Linked DNA regions of Sus scrofa: region 2 is linked to region 1. A link is a contact called in public HiChIP or PLAC-seq data. All regions are on one chromosome and are shown on one strand. Each heading gives the region's core, a stretch centred on a gene start, on an enhancer-like site or on the middle of the called end of the contact. The rest is flanking DNA. Distances are from core to core; before and after follow the strand shown.

Region 1 (4,479 bases), core at 1,062-3,561:
CCCAGCAAGGGGTTATTGAGAAGGAAGCCCGGCCCGGCTTCTCTGAAGGGTTCAGCCACCTCCGACTGTCCAGGCTCTCTTCCCCCACCTCAGTGGTCTGGGCTTTCCACTGGAGCTGACGGGGTGAGACTTGGTCCTTAACTGGACGTGGTGACCGAGGCTGCAGGTCTGAAGGGTGGGTGGGTGGGTATTGCTGGGGGTGGGAGGGTGGCAGCATCTTGCAGATGGGGCCCACAAGGTGTGTGGAGCTGCGTGTGTGTGGATGTGTGGGATGGAACCGTTGCAGGAGTCAGAGAGGCGGGAGCGAATACCAGAACGATTTCTGCGGACGGGACAAACTTCTCTTAGATCCTGAGGACAGGGGCCAAGTGAAATCCTGGAAGTGAAAGTGAGCAGCCCGGACCCCCAGCCTACCCAGCAGGGGTGGTTAACCGGGTGCTGTTGTCCTGCTAAAGTGGGTCTCCCACAGTGCAGCCTTGGGCTGCTTCCTCAGGGTCACCTGGGCAGCTTGTTAAAATGCGTGTTCTTGGGCCCCACCTCAGCTTTCTGAATCAGAATCTTGGGGGGTGAGAGCTAGGAACCTGAATTTGAGCACACATACCAGGTGACTGCGCGGAAGTCGGGACCCACTGCTCCCTGGGCCTGTCTTTTGGGAAGTGGCAAGACCTCTCATCCTCCCTGCCTGGTGCCCTCCCCCACCTTCCTAAGGGTGCCACGACTGCCGCCTGGAGAGGGTCTTGCTCCCGTTCTCCCCCACACAGTCCTGCTGGCCCCAGTGCTGTCCCTGGCACACTTGCAGACCCCTGCCTGTGGGGGCGGCTCTCTTGGCTGCCCATTCTGAGCCCCCTGAAGAGGGAGCGCTCCCTGGTTAAGCAGCCGTAGCTCCAGGCTCTCCTGGTCAGCATTCGGCTCAGGCCTCCGCCACACTCCAGAGGCCAGAGGGGAATGACATGTTTTTCTAAGTCAGCAAATGAAGCCCATCCTGACGGCTGGGCGGCCACCGCTTCATTCTGAGATCTGCTGCCTTCAGCACTGTAGCAGCCCAAGGTCAGAAGGACTCCGGGGCAGCCTGGCTCACTGCCTTGAGAGCCAGTCACATGCTGCTCTCTCCAGAGGGGAATGGGAGGGTCTGCGGAGCCAGGGAGACCCCGCGGAGCAGGGTGGGGAGCTGGGGTGGCTTTGCTGGGGGTGGGAGGCTGAGTGTTTTGGCTCCGCCTGGTGGCTGGCCAAGCCCTTGGGTCCCTGTCAGTGACTCACAAGGAGAAAGGGCAGGCCGGAGGTCAGGGAGGATGGGAATTGACTCCAGGTTAAAACTCTGTATTTTTGTTTGCTGCGTCGTGCTGGTTTAAAAACCCAAAAGCCTTCCGGAAGTTTAGGTTTCGGTTCCTCTGCTAGAGGAAATCCCACAGTGGCCACTAGGTGGCGCTAAAGACACATCGAACTGGGAGGAGGTTGTAGGAGCCCTTGATGGAGAGGCCTGACCTGGGAGGAGGCCGGCAGGCCCTGGAGTTCTTGGTTGTTCCGCACCCTCTCTGCAAGGCCTGGTTTGCACTTTGGGTCTTGGTGCCTGGGCATGGTGGTAAACATTGGGCGCTCGCAGGGAGTCCCCCAGAGCTGAGCTGCGGTGACTGGCGGGGGGCCCCCTCTCACCCACCTGGCCAGCCTCGAGCCGGCTGGCGTGGTTCCTGACGGCAGCACCCATGATGCTAGTTTTCCAGAGTCTGGGCCTCACTACCCAGACCAGGCTTTTTGCAGTTGCTCTAGTTGGTGGTGAGGGAGGCCCGAGGCCCGGTGCTGGGACTCAGGAGGCCTGGCTGGCGGCCTGCGCGGAGCTGTGTGCGCTCCGGTCTGGCAGGGGGCAGTGTTGCCTCTGGAGACCCAGGGATCACTAGGGCTGGTGCAGCTGGGGGGTTAAACCCACAAAAAGTTGGAAATGAAACCAGCCTGGGACCTGCCCCGGTGGCCCTGAGCATCCCGCACGAGGGACCTCACCTTGCAGGGCTTCTGCCGCCTCAGGAAATGCAGCCCTGGCGCCTTTAAGAGCCCAGGGCCGGCAGGAAAAGAATTTCAGTTTCAATCTGGCTTCTAAATTTGGAGTTTTGGGAAGGGAGGGATCAGATTTCAGCTGGAAGGGAAGGAGCTGACAGGAAGGCGCTGTGTAGAGCCTCCCCCCGTCCCATCCCCCCTCAGTTACTGACAGAGGAACCATTTACAAAAGGCCGATTCTCCTGGGAGTGGAGAGGCAGGAACGCAGCGTCTGTGAGTAATTTCCTGCTCAATATGGCTGCTCTGACTCACTCGAGTCCCCTGGGGTCACTGCGGGACTGCAGCTTGCTTGCTCGTTCTCGCTCTTTCTCTTCTCCCTTTGTGGCTAGAATGAGCTAATTTTTTTTGTCTTCTCGACCCCAATTCCTTTTCCCCCTCATCTGTTTTCCTTTCCAGAGTTGCAGAGGCTCCTTCTGAAGGACTGGGGGGAGACCTTGGGACGTGAAGGCCGGCAGTGGGGTGGGGCGGCGGGGGGGGGTCCCTCGAGAGAAATAGCAGCTCTGGCCATGGAGGGAGGGGGCCGGGGCCATGGGGGGGCTCCGGAGCTCGGGCCTCCCCTGGCTCTGCCAGCAGGCTCCCCACTCCGTGCCCCTAGTGGGCGAGGCTGGCCCAGCAAGCAGAACCTCGGGTTTCCGCCTGTCCCTCGGCCGGCCTTGGCCTCGGAGCCCTTGCTGAACAGGCCTTGGAGCTGCGGCTGCGACAGAGCCGGCAGCACGCCTCCTGGGTGGTTTGCACACAGGGCCCCGTCCAGAGTGAAACTGGTTCCACAGCTCCAGTGACCCCTGAGCTTCTCAGGGCTGCGGCCCGGATGTGTGCGAGTGCGAGATGGGGCTGGAGCCTCGGGAAGGGGCGGGGGGGGGTGGAGCCTGACCGAGTGGGACCTTGGGAACAAAGCTCCTGAGAAGGCCAAGCCCCTACGGGCTGGGGGCTCCTGGCTGCCTTCCTGGAGGAGGGAGCCTTAGAGAGAGGAGGGAAAAGATGCTGGGTGAAGGGACCGACTGGCCCAGGAGAAGCCCCGTGGGGGCCTAGAGCTGTGGCCTCACTGCTGGAGGAAGGAGTGCTTGTTTTTGCTACTGAGCTGCTTGGGGGTTGCGACAGGCTTTTGGGGATCTTGGACCAGGGGAGGGAGATGACAAGGGTAAAACGGCAACTCTCTTGACTTGGATCTTACAGTTTTGTTTAGAGTTGCCTTTACTGGAGAAGGGAGAGGCTTGCGGGAGTGGTTAGCAGGCCAGCCCGCAGCCGAAGGGTGGGGGGCGTTTGTGCTCCTGAGCTCCTGGAGAGCCGGTGTGGGACCCATCCTTTCTCCCTGAAAGAGTTCTCCCCAGCCCTGCCTCCACCCACAGCCTCTTCTGGAACCTTCCACCTGCTCGAGGTCCAAGTCTGCTTTCTTGCCAGCTTGGCCTCTTTGCTTTTCGGACTCTCTCTTCTGAAGCCTGGGGCTCAGGGTGCTGAGCCCGTGCCCCCAGCCTCAGTGCTGCCTATCAGCCGGGGTGGGGCGGTGTTGAGAGGGACTTTGAGCTGTGGTTGGTGAAAGCAGATGTGCTGGCCTTGAGCTGTCCGAGGATTCCCCGAGGGTTCCCCGTCTCAGCGGCGGTTTTCTCATGTCGTGGGGACCCACTGGGCTCGCTGCAGAATGTCTCTCTTCCGAGAGGAGGGGCCAGGAATGGACCTATCTTTGCTCTCGCCTGTCCCTTGCTGTCCCCTCCCCGCTCTCCTGCCAGGTTAGGCTGGCTCCCTATACAGACCTTCCTCCCGAATCTGTAGCAGGTGCCCTCTGGCCCACCTCTGCCCCCCTTCCTTCCTCCCTCCCTGCCACACAGAGGGCAGTCAGAGGCCTGGGTTTGGTCTGGGCCGTCCCCCAAGCCCACCCTCCCTTGGCTCTTCCAGCCCTGCCTGTGGCAGGCCAGAGGGACCGTCTCTGGTTCGTGTCTGTGTGTGTGTCTCTGGTGCATGTCTGTGTATGTGCGTGCGCATCCCATAGGCAGATGCTGCAGCCTGGGCCCCAGGAGTGAGTGTGTGCTCATCCGTGTGTGTATCCATGTGTGTTTGCGTACGTGTGTATGCGTGGGCTTGCATCTTGCATGTGTGCGTGCGTGTGCGTGCGTGCGTGCGTGCGTGTGTGTGCGTGTGTGTGTGTGTGTGTGTGTCAAGGAGCCGGGGCTGGCTCCCAGGAGGCCCACCCCTCCAGCTTGTGGGCTCTCTTTTCCAGATGAAGACGGGCCCCTTTGCGGAGCACTCCAACCAGCTGTGGAACATCAGTGCCGTCCCGTCCTGGTCCAAAGTCAACCAGGGTCTCATCCGCATGTACAAGGCCGAGGTGAGGGGGGCTGCCTGCGTTCCGGGTCCTGGGCTGCTGCTCCCCCCACCCCACCGCTTTGCTCTGAAGCTGGGAGCAGCTCCTCTGACGCTTGAGGCCTCAGAGTCAGTCTA
Region 2 (4,479 bases), core at 1,378-3,877, 260 kb after region 1:
AGCTACAATCCAAGTCCAATTGGTGAGACTTGTACTCAACTTGAAACCTATATATTTTTACATCCCTCCATTCTCAGATGGTAAAGTCCTTAAATTCATCCATTTTTCTAGAAGCAAGGCCTGGCAAATCTGGTGCCTTAAAATACTATCTATTCTTCCTCGACTTCAAGAATTCTCTGAGGGTGGGAAGCCGGGAGGGGGCCCCCATCTTCACATTTGGGTGCAGATGCCGTGAGCAGCTGAGTAGCATGCTCTCCTTAGGTGTGGGAGCATCACCTGCCTGGGCTCCGTCCTGACCTCAGATGGGACCCCTCCCATGAGAATACTGTGGCTCGGAAAGGTTAAGTGACTTTCCCAACATTGCTCAGCTAGGAAGTAGTAGAAGAGCCAGGATTTGAACCCATGGCTGTCTCACGCCCGAGTTCTTAGCCTCTGGGCTCTCCTGCCTCTCACTCTGTAAGTGGCCTACAGATATTTAGTAAGTGGGTGGGCGAACTGCTACTTTGGGAATTTGGAAGGTTCTGGATGCCTCACAGGGGTCTCTCCATCTCAAGAGTTGACTCCAAGTCATAGAAATGGGGGTTAGGGTAGGATGCATTAACTGGAATCCACCTTCCTCCCCTGCCCTCAGAGAAGAATTGGGTGTTTTTAATGCAGAATATGGAGAATGTGCAAAAATAATAGTGACAGTGACATTTAATGAGAGACTGTGGTGCCTCGCCATTGTCCAGAGAGCCTTCCATAAATTGACTTCACTTACTCTTCCCAGGAACCAGATGAGGTTGGGTCATCATTATTCCCATTTTACTGATGAGGAAACTGAGGCCCAGAGTAGGTTAAATCTGCTTCTCAAACTATCAGAGGTGACGGAACAGTCACAACTGGATGTAGGCAGGGCCAAACGGCTATGAATGTCTCTAAATTGTTATCTGCTTCTATGCCTCTCTTATGTCATCAGACAAGGCATGGACCAGCATCAGCTTGCGGACCGCACTCTGGGTTGCCCGGGATGACGTGGCTTGCCAAAGGCCACAGTGGATAAGTGATGGAACCACCATCTGGACCTGCATCCGACCTCTCTCGCTCTGTCTGGAGGAAGGATGGAGAAGGGTTTGGCCGTTGAGTACAGATCATAAGCATCTGAGAAAAAAGAGAGAGAAGAGAGAGCGGCTGAAAAGTCCGTAGGTTGGTGTCAGAATGGTTCAGGGGTTTGCGCATGTGCAAACTTCCAGAGCTTCTGTTGCGAGAACTGGGGCAAGAACAAAAGAACTGCTGAGAACTCTTGCCGAGGGTAGTGAATCAGACCCCTTTGAAGTTCTTTGGGGAACCAGGGAACTCAGAAAACTCATTTTCAATGACTTTTTTTTTTTTTGTCTTTTTTCAGGGCCGCACCTTCAGCACATGGAAGTTCCCAGGCTAGGGGTCTAATCAGAGTTGTAGCCATCCGCCTACGCCAGAGCCACAGCAACGCAGGATCCGAGCTGCATCTGCGACCTACACCATAGCTCACAGCAATGCCAGATTCTTAACCCACTGAGCGAGGCCAGGGATCGAACCCACAACCTCATGGTTCCTAGTCGGATTCGTTAACCCCTGAGCCACGACAGGAACTCCCATTTTCAATGACTTTTGACTCCTGGACTATTGAGTCACTCAGCACTGAGACTCAGCTACATGGAACCTCAGTTTTTATTAGGGTTACACCAGCGTCAGCCTAGGTTTCTGTATATTTTTTCTACCCCCAAGGAATTGAAAACATCACCAAATCGTGACCTATTCTGGGTTCAATGAGCACTTTGGGTATTAATGAGTGATGAACAAACAGGTAAATGGTCAGACACAAACCACTGCTTACCTGTCCACTGTGTGCACGACTCCAAGAGAAAATGCTAGACGGGGAGCCAAGCCATCCACATGTCAGAAGTGGCCCTCATTGAGTGATAGGATTAAAGTGGCCTTACTCTCTTCATTGAGCTTGTCTGTATTGTCTACACTATAACAAGCAGGCCTTACTTTCGCAGTAAAAATGTGGGAGGAAATAAACGGTTCCAACTCTCACTCAGTGCACCTCCAATTCAATTGGAGAAAAGATGGTCAGCTCATTGAGGGTAAGGAGCCTGGCCAGTAGGAGGTGATCTTTCCACGTTTGGGTTCATTTCAGTCTTGCACTAAAAAGAAGATGAGCCTTTCTAAGAAAGGTGCTTTTTTGGGCCACTCCTGTGGCATACAGAAGTTCCCAGACGAGGGATGGAACCCACTCCACAGCTGTAACCAGAACCATGGCAGTGACAACACCAGATCCTTAATCCACTGAGCCACGAGGGAACTCCAGATGCCTTTGTTTCTTGTCCCTGGAGGTGCCACTCTCCTTAGTCTGTGGGCTCGCCGTGGACGAGGCCAGGCTGCCTAGACTGCTGCCTCCATCTAGCCCTGGGTCTGTAACAGCCACAGGTGGCCCCGGGGTGGATGGCGAAGTGGGTTCCTACCTGGGTGGTTCGCTCCTCCTTCCAGCTCTCTGAATATCTGCTCTGTTCAGTTTCCAAGGGGATCTGGGACAAGGACAGGCACAGAGTGCAGCTCGGGGACCTCGGAGGAGCTGGAGCAGAAGAGGCAGCCTGCTTCCTGTTCCTCAGGACCTCTGTGCCTGCCACCTGGCCCGCATCCTACCTCTCTTCTAATGTCCTGTCACCTGGCTGGTCCCTCAGGGCAGAGCACAGGGTCCTGGGGCCGCAGCTCCAGCTTTTCTCCTCCTTTCCGGCCCAGCTCCCAGTCTCAAGGTCAAGGAACAAACAGATAAACCCTTTCCCTGGAGCCGGCCACGGAGAGGACGCCTCCAGCTAGAATCCAGTTCTGAGTCAGAGCCAGGGCTTCCTCTTTCCTGTGGATGCGAAGACAGGAAGGAAATGTTGTGTCACCAGAAAAATCAGTAAAAAAATGATTTGTAGGCAGAGAAGAGGCCAAGCAGTTGGCTTTGGTTTACGGCACAAATCAAGGGAAATGGTCAGATTTGGGGAGAGAGGGTCTGGAGAGTAACCTTTCCTATTCTTGTGGCTCTTAGCAATATTTTCTTTTACCTGAGGGCTAACCAGGTGTTGGTCGGGGGATTGAGAACGTGGCCCAGCTCCCTGGCTCTTTGGGACAAAAACATAGGGTCTAAGTGGAGTCAAGTGCAAGGATGAGCAGGGGGGCGCTGAAGACCCAGGATGTTTCTAGGCTTCGGTCCGAGGCAAGTGACTGGAGCCAGGACCATGGTTTTGGAGACCCAGTGTGAATGGCAATGAACATGATGGATTTCATATCTTAGAGGGAGGAAGCTGGAGCCCAGAGAAGTTGGCCCCGCCGGCTTGGGAAGGGTCTTAGACGCAATGACAGCAATTTGGGACTTTATCCAGAGGACAAGGAGAAGGCATGGAAGGTTTAAGTGGGAGAACAGAGCGGTCAAGTTGCTGATTTAGAAAGAGCTCTCTCATTGCACCACCGTGCGTGTGGCCTGAAGGAGGGCAAGCCTGGGGCTCAGGGAGCAGCCAAGGGCTTGCTCCTCTAATCCAGGCTGATGGTTGAGCAGGTGGAAAGAAGATTCAAGGGACGGCAGTGGTGGAATGACAGGTCTGGCTGATGGATGCATGCAGCACTGGGGAGAGGGGAAGGGGATAAGGCTTTTGGCAGTGGATAATGAGGTGCATGGAAAAGTTTCCCAAGAGGAAGGGGACAGGATTCATCTCTTTTTCTCTCTTAGATATCTTTGGCGCTTTGGCCAGGTACCATGGGGCAGGCCACCAAGACCCAGAGAAGCTAGAATTCACACTTATCAAGAGAAAGCCTATGTGGGTGGAGCTGTGGGGCTCTAACTACGAGACCCTGGGACTTTTAGAGGATGGAGGGGTTGGGGAAGGGCTGCAGGAAGTGGGGGGGGGCTGTTTGGAGGGGTCAATGGTAAACAGCAGCAGACCACAACTGACCTTCCAGATCCTTCTCTTCCCTTCCCACGAATCTGTGCCTGGCTCAATGCCAGGCCAGGTGTCCCAGCCTCATGCCCTTCTCCTGCCACCCACCCCAGCTTCAGAGGTGGCCTCTGCCTGGCCCTCTGGAAAACCGCTCTCTCTTAAGCGCCAACTGATGCAGGAAAGATGTTCCTGGAATCTGGGTTTTTGTTTCTGGAGCCGAAGAATGAACTCTGAGAACACACAGGCAGCCAGCAAGCAAAGTCTTTAATATGAGGAAGCAAACCACTCCCAGGAGAGCTGGAAGAGGGAGAAGGGCCCCTGTTCTCTTTTTTTAATCCCTTAAAGATGGGGGGGTACCAACGTGAGATCCAGCAAGATGTGGGTTTTCTGCCATTGGCCTTGCCCAGTTACCTGCAACAGTCCTTGTCCAATAGGGGTCTTAGGGGTGGAAAAGTCCCGTAAGTCCCAAGGTGTCTTTGCCCTTCTCTTCCCGTAGCCTGTGTCACAGGGGCTTAGAGGCTAAGGTCCGTCTGGG

The links. HiChIP or PLAC-seq counts read pairs in DNA pulled down with a chosen protein or histone mark.
Region 2: an H3K27ac HiChIP or PLAC-seq map of alveolar macrophages shows a contact between it and region 1. The contact joins two enhancer-like sites. A contact is called at or near these places in 2 of 2 datasets of contacts at active chromatin or transcription factors (alveolar macrophages and skeletal muscle).

Annotation. Positions count from the first base shown.
Region 1 is chr1:269,421,895-269,426,373 of Sscrofa11.1, forward strand. It overlaps PTPA (serine/threonine-protein phosphatase 2A activator), which reads left to right. Exons shown (of 10, transcript XM_001926077.6): 9 at 4,259-4,366. Among named protein-coding and RNA genes, the nearest start is that of PTPA, 22 kb to the left of the region's middle. Within about 2 kb of position 2,312, at least 72 of the 83 cell types and tissues checked have an H3K27ac peak or open chromatin away from gene starts, as enhancers often do. A contact at or near this core is called in alveolar macrophages, where this site is marked.
Region 2 is chr1:269,684,149-269,688,627 of Sscrofa11.1, forward strand. No RefSeq gene overlaps it. Among named protein-coding and RNA genes, the nearest start is that of NTMT1, 130 kb to the right of the region's middle. Within about 2 kb of position 2,628, at least 20 of the 83 cell types and tissues checked have an H3K27ac peak or open chromatin away from gene starts, as enhancers often do. A contact at or near this core is called in alveolar macrophages, where this site is marked.